2 separate regions of the Mus musculus genome follow, and region 1 is linked to region 2. A link is a contact called in public Hi-C data. All regions are on one chromosome and are shown on one strand. The core of a region is the stretch at or near the end of the contact, and the rest is flanking DNA. Distances in the headings are between cores, read along the strand shown. Region 1 holds the start of Cpne8 (copine VIII). Region 2 has its middle 79 kb from the start of Gm36480.

Region 1 (5,154 bases), core at 539-3,038, 250 kb before region 2:
ATTACGTGTACTCTTCCACTTTCATCTGGCTATTCTATTTCTACTTGCCCAGTGTGATGAAAGCTTATGCCCACAAAAGACCCATATGCCAGCGTTCACAGCAGTCTCGTATGTAATAGCCCAAACCCAGGGGCAAGTACACTGTTCATCAAGATGAGTGGGTGACCAATTTGTGGCAAGTCTCTAAAAGGAAGATTATTCACTATTGATGCACCTGTTATCGTAGATGAAACTGCAAAGAATTTTACAGACGGAAAGAAACCGGGTTAGGCATGGAGTGTGCCATATTCTGTGGTATTTAAATTAAAGATGAAGTGTTGTTTTAATGGCGAAAGCAGGGATTGATTACAAAAGAGACACAAGAAGCTTTTGGGGCGAGGGAATGGTTTATTATTTTGGTGTGGTGATGGTTTAGCGGGTTGATACCGATCGTAATCCATCAGAGGGCACACTTTAAATACCTGCATGCTATTGTGCATGTAAATCAATGCATTCAGATACACACACATATGGACCTAGATAAAGTGGAAAATTCGGAGAAGGCCTCTGGGTTGAGCACTAAAGTCCTTACCTTTTATTTCTTCAGGAGGTGCCTGCAAAATAAAATTCTAGTTTGCTTAAAAAAAAAAACCCTCTAGACCTCCTCCACCAAATCAATTTCAGGCATCAATAAGAGAGCTTGAGGGAAAATTCTAGTCATCAGCTGCAGTTTAATTTGTGATAGGGGGAAGAGAAAGAAAAACAGAACTGGTGGATTTAAGGGGTGGTGAAGGGAGGGCGGGGCGACCAGGGAAAGCAAACAAGACCAAAGTGACGCAAACATTTGGGGCAGGGAAGAGCGGCAAGCATCTACACTCTATTTCCCCTGCAACCACACAGATTCTTTAAGGAAGTGGCTCCAAGTGGATTAAAATACCACAAGGGAGACCAGTCACAAGCCCAGGATTCTCCAGGTGAGCCAGGGCTAGAGCCAGCCACGCTCCCTCCTGAGGCTGGGCGCCCTGCTCTCCACCGCCCCCTGGCGGCCATCGCCAGAAGACCCGCAGTGACGCCTCGGGTCAGGTGTGCGCAGGAAAGTGGGGGTTACCCGGCAAGCTGCGGCGGCGCCCCGCGTCTTGCCCACTCCCAGTCGCGCCGCCAGGAATCTATTTGCTAAACTCCCCGGTCACCCGAGCTGCTCATCTGCTTTACGCTGCCCTGCTTTCAGGTCTTGAGGAGCAGGATTGAGGAGGAGCTAGATTATAAGTTATTATTACGACCTCCCGGGCCTCAGGGCAGAAATCCCTGCGGTTTGGCAAGTGCGTTGCAAGGCGCCGATCTTGCCTTAAGGAGACCCTCGCCTAAAAGTTGCAGGGGATGGCAGACGCATTGAAACCTCTCTTATAACGCTGCGATTGTCCCAACAGCGTCCACTCCACCCAAGCTTGCCCCATATATTGGCACGCCCCTCTGCACCAGGAGTCAAAGGCTGGTGGCCATCCCTTGCCCCACCACCACATCAGTCCAGTAGCCCGAAGTGGGGAGCATATCAGCTGGGGCGGGGGGCAATCGCCGGCGCCTGGGGCTCTCCCACTAGACGGCGCGGTGTCTGTCCGGGTCACCTACTGTCTCTGCGCCCTACGCCCAGAGCCCCCGAGCTGCAGACCCAGTCACCGCCCGGGGGCTGCCCCAGGGCGGGAGCAGCCCGGAGCGCCACTTGGGAGACCGAGGCGGCTTTGCCAGGACTGGCTCGGTCGCCGGATTCGCGACGAGGTCCGCCTCCTCCCTCCCCTTCCCGCGCCGCCTCCGCCTCCTTCCTCTGCCTCCACCCTCACCCCTTCCCGTCGGTGCGGAGCTCCGCTCCGAGCAGCGCTCAGCCCGCCGCAGCTTGGATGTGGGCTCGGGACAAGTGCTCCGTTCCTCAGCTCGAGATGGACAGCCGCTACACCAGCGCCACGGGCATCGGGGACTTGAACCAGCTGAGTGCGGCCATCCCCGCCACACGAGTGGAGGTGTCAGTGTCCTGCAGGTGAGGACGCGGCTCTCTTTTCTTCCTTCCATCCGAGCTTGGTGGCACTTGGCTAGCGCTCCAGGTACCACGAGGCTTGGCGCTGGTGAGAAGTTGCATGCTGAGTGGGGACTAGTTGTGGTACTGGCTGACGTTACCTTCCCCTCCTCCCCCCCAGAGGGTCAAATGACACAGAACTGGGGACGAGAGTGGTGGGCTTTGGCTGAGTCTTTTTTTTTTTTTTTTCTGGGAAATGTTGTGAAAGTTGGCAAAGCTGTGACTCAGCTACAGAAACCCTAGCCGCCGCCCACTTCGCAACCTTTTAAAAAATTATTTATTTATTTTAAACAACCGCAATCAGGGCCAGAGGTTCAGTGATGTCGGGAACCGAAGGGTCAGTCCTACCAAGAGCGCGCGTGATGCTGCGCACCTTGGCCAGGGACTCCCTCTGCCAGGCGTCCGGGAAGCCATGCGGTGGGCTCAGCTCCAGTTCCACAGCTTCCTCCTCCCCACTCACTTCCTGGAACCATCCAGCTTCCTTACCCTCCACCCTTCCGGGACGTTTACCCTAGGCCTGTAGCGGTTCCAGGTTCAGTCTTCCAGGCAGAGGCTTACCTAAGAATTGAGAAGTCACGACTTATTTTCTGCCCGCCGGTAGACAAACATCAGAATGCTTTCAGCAACTCTCAAGGACTGCCAGTTTCAGACTCCCTTCCTGATACTCCCTGGGCCAGATCCTCAGTAAGTTAGGTAGAATAGCTGTGCTGCCCCAGTTTTGGGGAATTAGATGGTTGGCTATATTAAGAATACTACATTGCACGTACCCAGGTGCCCACTTCCAGGCTGAATACTTCCTTTCACCGGTCTCGTTGGAAAACTTCACTCCTACCCCTCTACGCCCCCGTGTTTTTAAATGCCCTCACATGTTCTTAGCCTTTCTGTAAGGAAAGATCGTTGTAAAAGACTTTAATAAGCATGAGTGATTTTTGTTGTAAACAAACCCTGAAGTTTAAACGCCGCTAAAACAGGTTCTCAGCTTTCTTAATGCTGTGACAATTTAATGCTGTTTCCCATGTAGTGGTGATCCCCCCATCTTAAAATTATTTTTGTTGCTGCTTTATAGCTGTATTTTTGCTACTGTTACAAATCCTAATGTAAATATCTGTGTTTTCTGATGGTCCTAGGTGAGCCCCGTGAAAGGGTCATGTGACTCACAGAGGGGTCGCGACCCACAGGTTGAACATTCCTGCCCTGAAACTAAAGTTTCTTGGAAATTCAAGTTTTAGCACCCATTCCCCAAGTGGCCATGTTCTTTGGTAGGGGAAAACCCTGGGATAACATAGGATTTGCTCTGATTCACCTCAGAATGTGAAAGTTCATGACATCAGCCCTGGGGTTATTGGGGTAACTGCTTTGAATGCTCCACTAGGCTCCTTCCAGTTAGCAGCTGCCTGGCAGACTCCTGTGGCGATTTGTAGGTGAATCTCTTCTCTCTGAAGCTGGCTTTAATATTAGGTGACTGTTACCTAACACCGTATAACACAATGGGCAGTGGGTGGTCAGGAATTCTACTATCTCAGCATCTTTTAGAGGTCTGTCATTTGTTTGAAATCCTGCGGCATCTGGAGGGCCCTAAACAGACAAGGCACATCAACTCTGAATAGCCTATAGTTCCTTCGGAGTGAGGTGAGATAGTCCTGGTCTCATGTACCAAAGATACTAATGCTTTGCTGTAGGTATACTGGGATCCTGAAGTGCACTGGCTTAAACCAGTTTGTTTTAGCTTCCTACTCAAGCCCCTGGAGTCTTTCTTCTATGTGGGGTTACTTTTTGGAACTTAAAAAAAAAAAGTTTCAAATAGGGGAAAAAAAAATCAAAGAATCTTAAAGAGAAAGGAACACTTAGTATCAAGTATTTCTTCTAAGCTTGTCCAGGCCTAGTCTATTATTTGAGTTGTCTAGGTTCAGTTCATTGTGTGTTTCTTACCAAACTGGACGTAATTTCTACTCTTGGGCACGTGTACTTGACAACTTGATAGCTTCAGACAAGTCCTTTTCCTTTCTGTGGTGTTGAGAACTCTTGCCACCTTAGGAGGTGGTATCATTTGAACTTCGAAGTCAGCGTCCTGGGTGCAAATTCTGACCCTGTGATTCACTATTATTACCTGAAAACTGGTTTTTATTATTTATCTAAGCTTGTTACCATACATGGCAGTGCTAGCTAGGAAATAAAAACTCTGCACTCTTATGATACAATGTCTTAAGCTGTGTGCTACTGTTGTGATACAAAGTCTTAGGCAGGGTTATTGTGGCTATCATGAAACAGCAGGACTTGGGAAGGAAAGGGTTTGTTTGTTTGGCTTAATAGCACAAGAACTCAAGCAAGGCAGGAACCTGGAGGCAGGAGCTGATGCAGAGGCCATAGAGGAGTGCTGCTTACTGGCTTGCTTTCCATGGCTTGCTCAGCCTGTTTTCTTTCCTACAGAACTTGGGAGTATGAACCCAGGCATGGTACCACCCACAATAGGCTGGGCCCTCCCCCATCAATCACTAATTAAGAAAATATCCTATAGCTGGGTATTATGGTGGCATTATCTCAGTTGAGGTTGCCTCTTTTCAGATAAGTCTAGCTGGTGTCAAGTTGACATAAGACTAGCCAGAACATGCAGAGAGTGGCACTCGGAGTTCTGCTAACAGAGTTCTGTAACTACTCTATTTTAACCTTAGTAAGCCAGTTAAGGAAAAGAGAGCTAGCTGTTCCCAGAGCATGTAGTTTCCCTGGATGGTGGTGAGGCGTTCACTTAGCAAGAAGGTACAACTGAGAGCCTCTCAGCCTTGCTGTAGGAAGGCAGGGCAAGCATATTCCCTGCCTAGTTAGTTGTCTGAGAGAGCTCTGATCGCTGCTGATACTTCAAAGACAGCGTACAATGGAACCCCCTTTGATAACCACCTTCCTCTGCTCCCTATAATCAAAAGATCCATTGTCACTTTGGGAAGGAAAGAAAGGTAACAGTTGAAGCCAGGAGCCAAATATAGCTCTTTCTACGGATCAAGTATCTGAGTGTCTTTTATACACACAGGAATTAAACCGTGCTTCATGAGTAGTGTGAAATGCTGTCACCTCTGAGATCATGAAATGTGACTGGCAGATAAACATTATATAAGATA
Region 2 (5,359 bases), core at 2,111-4,610:
TTGGGAGTCAGGAAAACCATCCAGTGGACCGGAGCCTGGAGCACAGAGAGGAGGTGTGAGGAGGAGAGAAACTGGCCAGGAATCAAAGGTCCAGGGGAAGAATGCTGGGGAAAAGGAAGAAATTCTGTGATTTGGTCAGCATATTCATCCAGGCGGATGTTAAAAATCAATTCCTGAATAGGAGCGGTAGCTGGGGGTGAGCCAGTCACTGAATTCTGAGTTCCCTAAAACAATGACGGCTTTTTAAACCTCTTCACTTTCATGATTAATGTTTCCTTTTCTCTGGGGTAAGGGAATCCCAGAGGGGAGATAAGAATGTTAGTAGAAGAGAAAGAAAGCAAATGTCCCAATTTCCCTCTTCTTGGTTTGCTTCTCCCCGCCCTCAACACCCCACCCCACCCCCGCAACTCCTGCCTGACAAAGAGATGAGACTAGAGTAGAAAAGGTGAAATACAATTTAAAGGAACAAATACTATAAAACAAAAATAAAACCCAAGTCAGCGCCAAAACTGAGAAGCCTGCTTTAAGATATCAAATGTGTAATTTTGGTAGATATTGTGGAATGCTCAAGAAATCAACAAAATTGATTATTTAGAGACAAGAGAAAGAAAGAAAGAAAGAAAGAAAGAAAGAAAGAAAGGAAGGAAGGAAGGAAGGAAGGAAGGAAGGAAGGAAGAAAAAAAAAACCCAGAAAACTAGATAAAGGAGTAGGCTCATTGCCAAAGTCAAGAACAAAAGGTCCATAGATCAGCAGTTCTCATCCGTGAGTGCCAACCCTTTTGGGAGTTGAACAATTCTTTCACAGGGGTCGCCTAAGACCATTGGAAAACAAAAACGTTTACACTACAATTCATAACAGTAACAAAGTTACAGCTATGAAGTAGTCACAAAAATAATTTTATGGCTGGGGTCACCAAAAAAATGAGGGACTGCGTTAAAGAGTCACAACAATAAGATTGTAGCCCAGAGCCAAGAATTAGCCACATTCAATTTATGAAAACAGAACAACTTCCTCTGAGCACCAAGTGGAAGAAAGCCAGTCCTTAAATAGCAAGTGACTCTGATTTCTTTGACCACTCTCAGTACAACCAACCTGTGTAAGCAGGTGAAAAGAGGAATTGGTTTGCAAATGCCTTACTGGGGAAGCCATCCATTAAAAGTGAAAGGGCAGAAGCAGAGAGAGACATCCATGGTGCATGTCTCCATGGTGCATGTTTAGACTGTAACCTCTAAGCTGAATGAGGCATTTCCTTCCAGGGTTGCTTAGGATCATGAGCTTTATCACAGCAATAGAAGCTAGCTAGGGCGCTATTCTCACCGAAAGAATTAGAATGATAACAAAAAGAATGAAGAATAATCTGAAGCACACAAGGATGTCTAACCAATAACTGACTCAACTAGAGACCCATCCCATGGCTGAGCACCAGTCCCTGAAACTATTAGTGATATCCTATTATACTTGTAGACAGAAGCCTAACATAACTGTCATGTTAGAGGCTCCACCCAGCAGTAGAGACAGATGCAGAGACCCACAGCCAAATATTAGACAGAGGTCAGGGACTCTTATGGAAGAGTTGGGGGAAGGATTGAAGTCCCTGAGGGGGACAGGAACTCCACAAGAAGACCAACAGAGTTAACTAACCTGTACCCTTGGGGCTCTCAGAGAAAGCCACAAACTGAAGAGCATACACAGGCTGGACGGACACTCCCGGCACATGTGTAGCAGATATGCAACTCAGTTTCCTTGTGGCTCCCACAACAACTGGAACAAGGGCTGTCCTTAAAACTGTAGTCTGACAATAGTATCTACTCCCCAACAGGACTGCCCTGTCTGGCCTCAGTGGGAGAGGATGTGCTTAACTCTGAAGAGTCTTGTGCCAAGGTTGGGGATACCCAAGGGAGGCCCCACCTTCTCAGAGGAGAAGGGAAGGGGAATGTGGGGAGGGACTCTGTGAGAGGAGGGCCAGGGTTGGGGCAGCGATTGGATTGTAAAATAATAAAAATAAATTTTAAAAGGATGTATAAAATTAAAAAGAAACCACATCCAAATGCAGCAGGGAGCAAGGAATGGGAGCCTCTAAGCCCTTCCCCTTTCCTTGATAGCACTGTGCAGATCTTGTTTAGAAAAATCACAGCTGCTATGACTTCATGAGTACAGGTGTCCTTGTCTTGTCTGGAAGATGCCTTTGGTAACACACCTCCCTTCTGTGGCCTCTTCTGTGCTCTCTGCTCCCTCTGCCATAATGTTTCCTGAGTCTTGGAAGGGGTGATGTAGATGGCACCCTGCTGAGCAACCCACCATCCTTCTTAACACTGGTCAGTTATGAGTCTCAGCATTCACTGCTCACTGCTACAATAAGAAGCACCTCTGAAGGCAGCTTAGAGCATTGTTTCCCATTTGTATGTATGTTTATTTATGTGGAGCCAAATTAGAAATAGACTAGGAAACTATACCTTTGATCATAAGAGAATAAAAAGAGGCTTTAGAAAAGAAATGCAGGCAAGTACTGTAATACATGTAAGGTGTTAATGCTGGTGTGGGGAGTATTGGCAGGTGGAAGTGTACAAACCCAGGAAGGAAGCAAAGAGGCATGAAAGAGGAGTGGGTATCCATGGACAGAATAAACCAAAATCAGGTATGTTAAAAAAAAAGTCATAATGAAGCATGTTATGTTGCTAATTAAAGTAAAGAAAATAGTTATTTAATTTGGTAGGCACTAGTATGCTCTGATTTGTGTTCACATAAAACCTACTGTGAGGTAGAATTCTCTGCTCAACTGCTCAACTCCAAACTTCAAATATGAGTAAAAATGTCCCCAGGGCTGTACCCACACCTCAAGTTCTTTTTGTCAGACAATAACAAAGGTCAAACCATAAAAATTAATTAGGCAGTGGTGAGTAATTAATTCCTTATTAGTTTAATTCAACGGGCATAGAATTACACATTTTACGACAGTTTCTTTTCATCACTCTAAGACAGCTTGTGGAAAAAACAAAGGTGGCCTAACACATGACAATATAGGCATTTAGACTATGTGTGGTTCTGGGGAGCTCTGTGATAAGAAGCAAGAAATTCTGGGCATGTCTAATATTCAGCTTGTGATCCACCAGCACCCCTATCCAACTCTGAATGTCACCCAACTCAACACTCATAAAATTACTTAAAACATCATTGGTTCTTTCTCCTTTTCTCTGTCTGCATTTTTTGTAACTGGACAACCTGTTTCTTTGGAATGAGCTTTGTAGATGAGATCATGTCTGCAAGGTCGAGATTGGGCCTGCCTTGGAAGTTGTGGGTTCATCTCTGCACTGAGAAGATGAGCACTGACTCACCATGAACTTTTCAACTTCTTGTATTTGTGTGGAATGAGGCTTTTAAAACAGTCTCAGTGGGAGTCGCAATTCAAATAATAGACACACATAGACTGATATATTAGTCAGAAATGGGTAAAGGAATGTGGGTAGCAAGCCAGACATTTTTTTACTTTCCACAAAAAGCTCATGGAATAATGAAGAAATCAGAGCTGGACACCAGAATTCTGAAACATCCTTTGTATCAGGGCTTTTTATTAGGGAAGACAAAACTACCAGTTAAACTTCAAAGAAAGAAATAAAAAGGAAATTTTCTGTATTAGAACTAGTAGTTATTTATATTCTAATGCTGTTTTGTGGAAAAGAAGTTCCCAGATAGATTCTATATTCTCTACAAAATATCCAGAGAAAAGTTACCTAATTTTCTATCAAAAGCGTCATCAAAGTCTTCATGTTAGAGATTGGCAGGTTTCCCCACCTAACACCTGTGAAGCAAAAGCAGAGGGAGATATGAAATGGGATCATGTCTACAAACACAGAATTACTATCATGTCAATTTCCATATCAAAACTGTTAAGGAACCCTAAAGATGAAAAGCAGTTAAAGAATATGAAATTTAGTCAAAATTGAAACTCAAGCCACTAAATGAACTCTTAGAAGCACTAGTATAAGTTGACTTTTCCTACCAATATGAGGATTATCATATGTTTGTTTTTAAAATTGTATTCTTCATTTCATTTATACTTTTAGGATAATATATTTGATAAAATTATTTCCCTTTTCCTAGTGTTAGAGTTCATCAAAAGAGACCCTCACTCACAAAGACCACAGATACTGCCATCACTGCAAACCACAAGAGGATTTTTTTTTTTATTGATCCAACATGTTGGGGACCCCCCTCTCAGCATGCATGACAGAGGAGAGACCCAGAACAAAGAAAGAACACAGTTTTTATACCTTGTAAGGGGAAGATTTAGGCAACAGGGTTCTCATTGGTGTAGCAAGTAACCCTTTCAGGCGTTTGTTGGTTTGCATAGTGACTAAGTAACCCTTTGGCCTAGTGACTCACTTTGCCTGCTCCCATGGTAGGTTATTATGATTTGGTCAGATTTTTAGCTATTAACATCACAGGGAATTCTAGCAATGTCAGGACGGTTTGTGGTCTTTCTTAGAATTAACTGTGGAGCGGAGGGCAGGGGAATTTCTCTGGGAACTGCTATCTTGTTATGGTTATTTTTCTGAGAACAGCTCATTTTGTTTTGGCAGCTGTAGACTCAGTCATTTGGACCACTATGTTTCTGAAAGTTCCTTCAGAGGGGAAGGGGCTAAGTGGTCTTGAGCTTATTTTGGATATTACACTAGTTCCCCCCAGATCTCCCCTACTTCCCTATCCAACCAACTTTATTTTTCTCCTCCCCCAAAACTCCAACTCCCAAAATAAAAATCAAAGTAAACTTAAAAACAAAATAATAACCCTCAAGGTAGAACCTATTTCTGCCATTTTACATAGGCGACAACTAAGACTCTAAGAGATGCATGCATTGCCTGCTCTCCTGGAGCTGAGTGGGGAGTAAAGCTATTATTCAAATTCAGATCTCTTGAGAAATAAAAATGAGGGGAAAGTGGAAATAAAAGCAAAATGGACAAAACCAAAATGATGTAAAAACCTATGAACAACTCAACATAGGTCAAGGAGATTGATTTGAGTAAACAAGGAATATGGTTAAGTATCTGCTGGGATTTCCAAGATCTCATGACCCTGAAGGAGGTTTTGGATAGACACACATGACTAACAGCAAAGTTTACTAAGAAAGCAAAGCATTTTGAAGGGTGGACAAGGACTGGACATAGAGAATGATCAAAGGTTCAAAGACAATGGCTTACAAAGGATTAGGGATTTGCATCCCAGGGTCACAGGAATCTTATGCATAGGATATGTTACTTTTGTATTTTTTAATTTGTGTGTGTGTGTGTGTTTGTCTGTTTCCTGCATATGCTTTATTCTCTGTCAGACTCACTGGGGAGTTTTTTCTCTTTAAACTCTGAG

The links. Hi-C and Micro-C count contacts between places; a contact is called where the count stands out from the background.
Region 1: a contact with region 2 is called in a Hi-C map of the C2C12 cell line, with 3 times the contacts expected there. The contact joins the promoter of Cpne8 here to the enhancer-like site in region 2. A contact is called at or near these places in 2 of 39 promoter capture datasets (3T3-L1-derived adipocytes and pre-B cells), 9 of 484 Hi-C or Micro-C datasets (the C2C12 cell line, Sertoli cells, adipose-derived mesenchymal stem cells and 4 more), 4 of 115 datasets of contacts at active chromatin or transcription factors (astrocytes, neural progenitor cells and vascular smooth muscle cells) and 1 of 9 other capture datasets (adipose tissue).

Annotation. Positions count from the first base shown.
Region 1 is chr15:90,676,022-90,681,175 of GRCm38.p6, reverse strand. Cpne8 (copine VIII) reads left to right here and starts at 1,788. Exons shown (of 20, transcript NM_025815.2): 1 at 1,788-2,008. The coding sequence starts at 1,872.
Region 2 is chr15:90,430,317-90,435,675 of GRCm38.p6, reverse strand. No RefSeq gene overlaps it. Among named protein-coding and RNA genes, the nearest start is that of Gm36480, 79 kb to the right of the region's middle. Within about 2 kb of position 3,360, at least 29 of the 459 cell types and tissues checked have an H3K27ac peak or open chromatin away from gene starts, as enhancers often do. A contact at or near this core is called in the C2C12 cell line, adipose-derived mesenchymal stem cells, embryonic fibroblasts and 2 more, where this site is marked.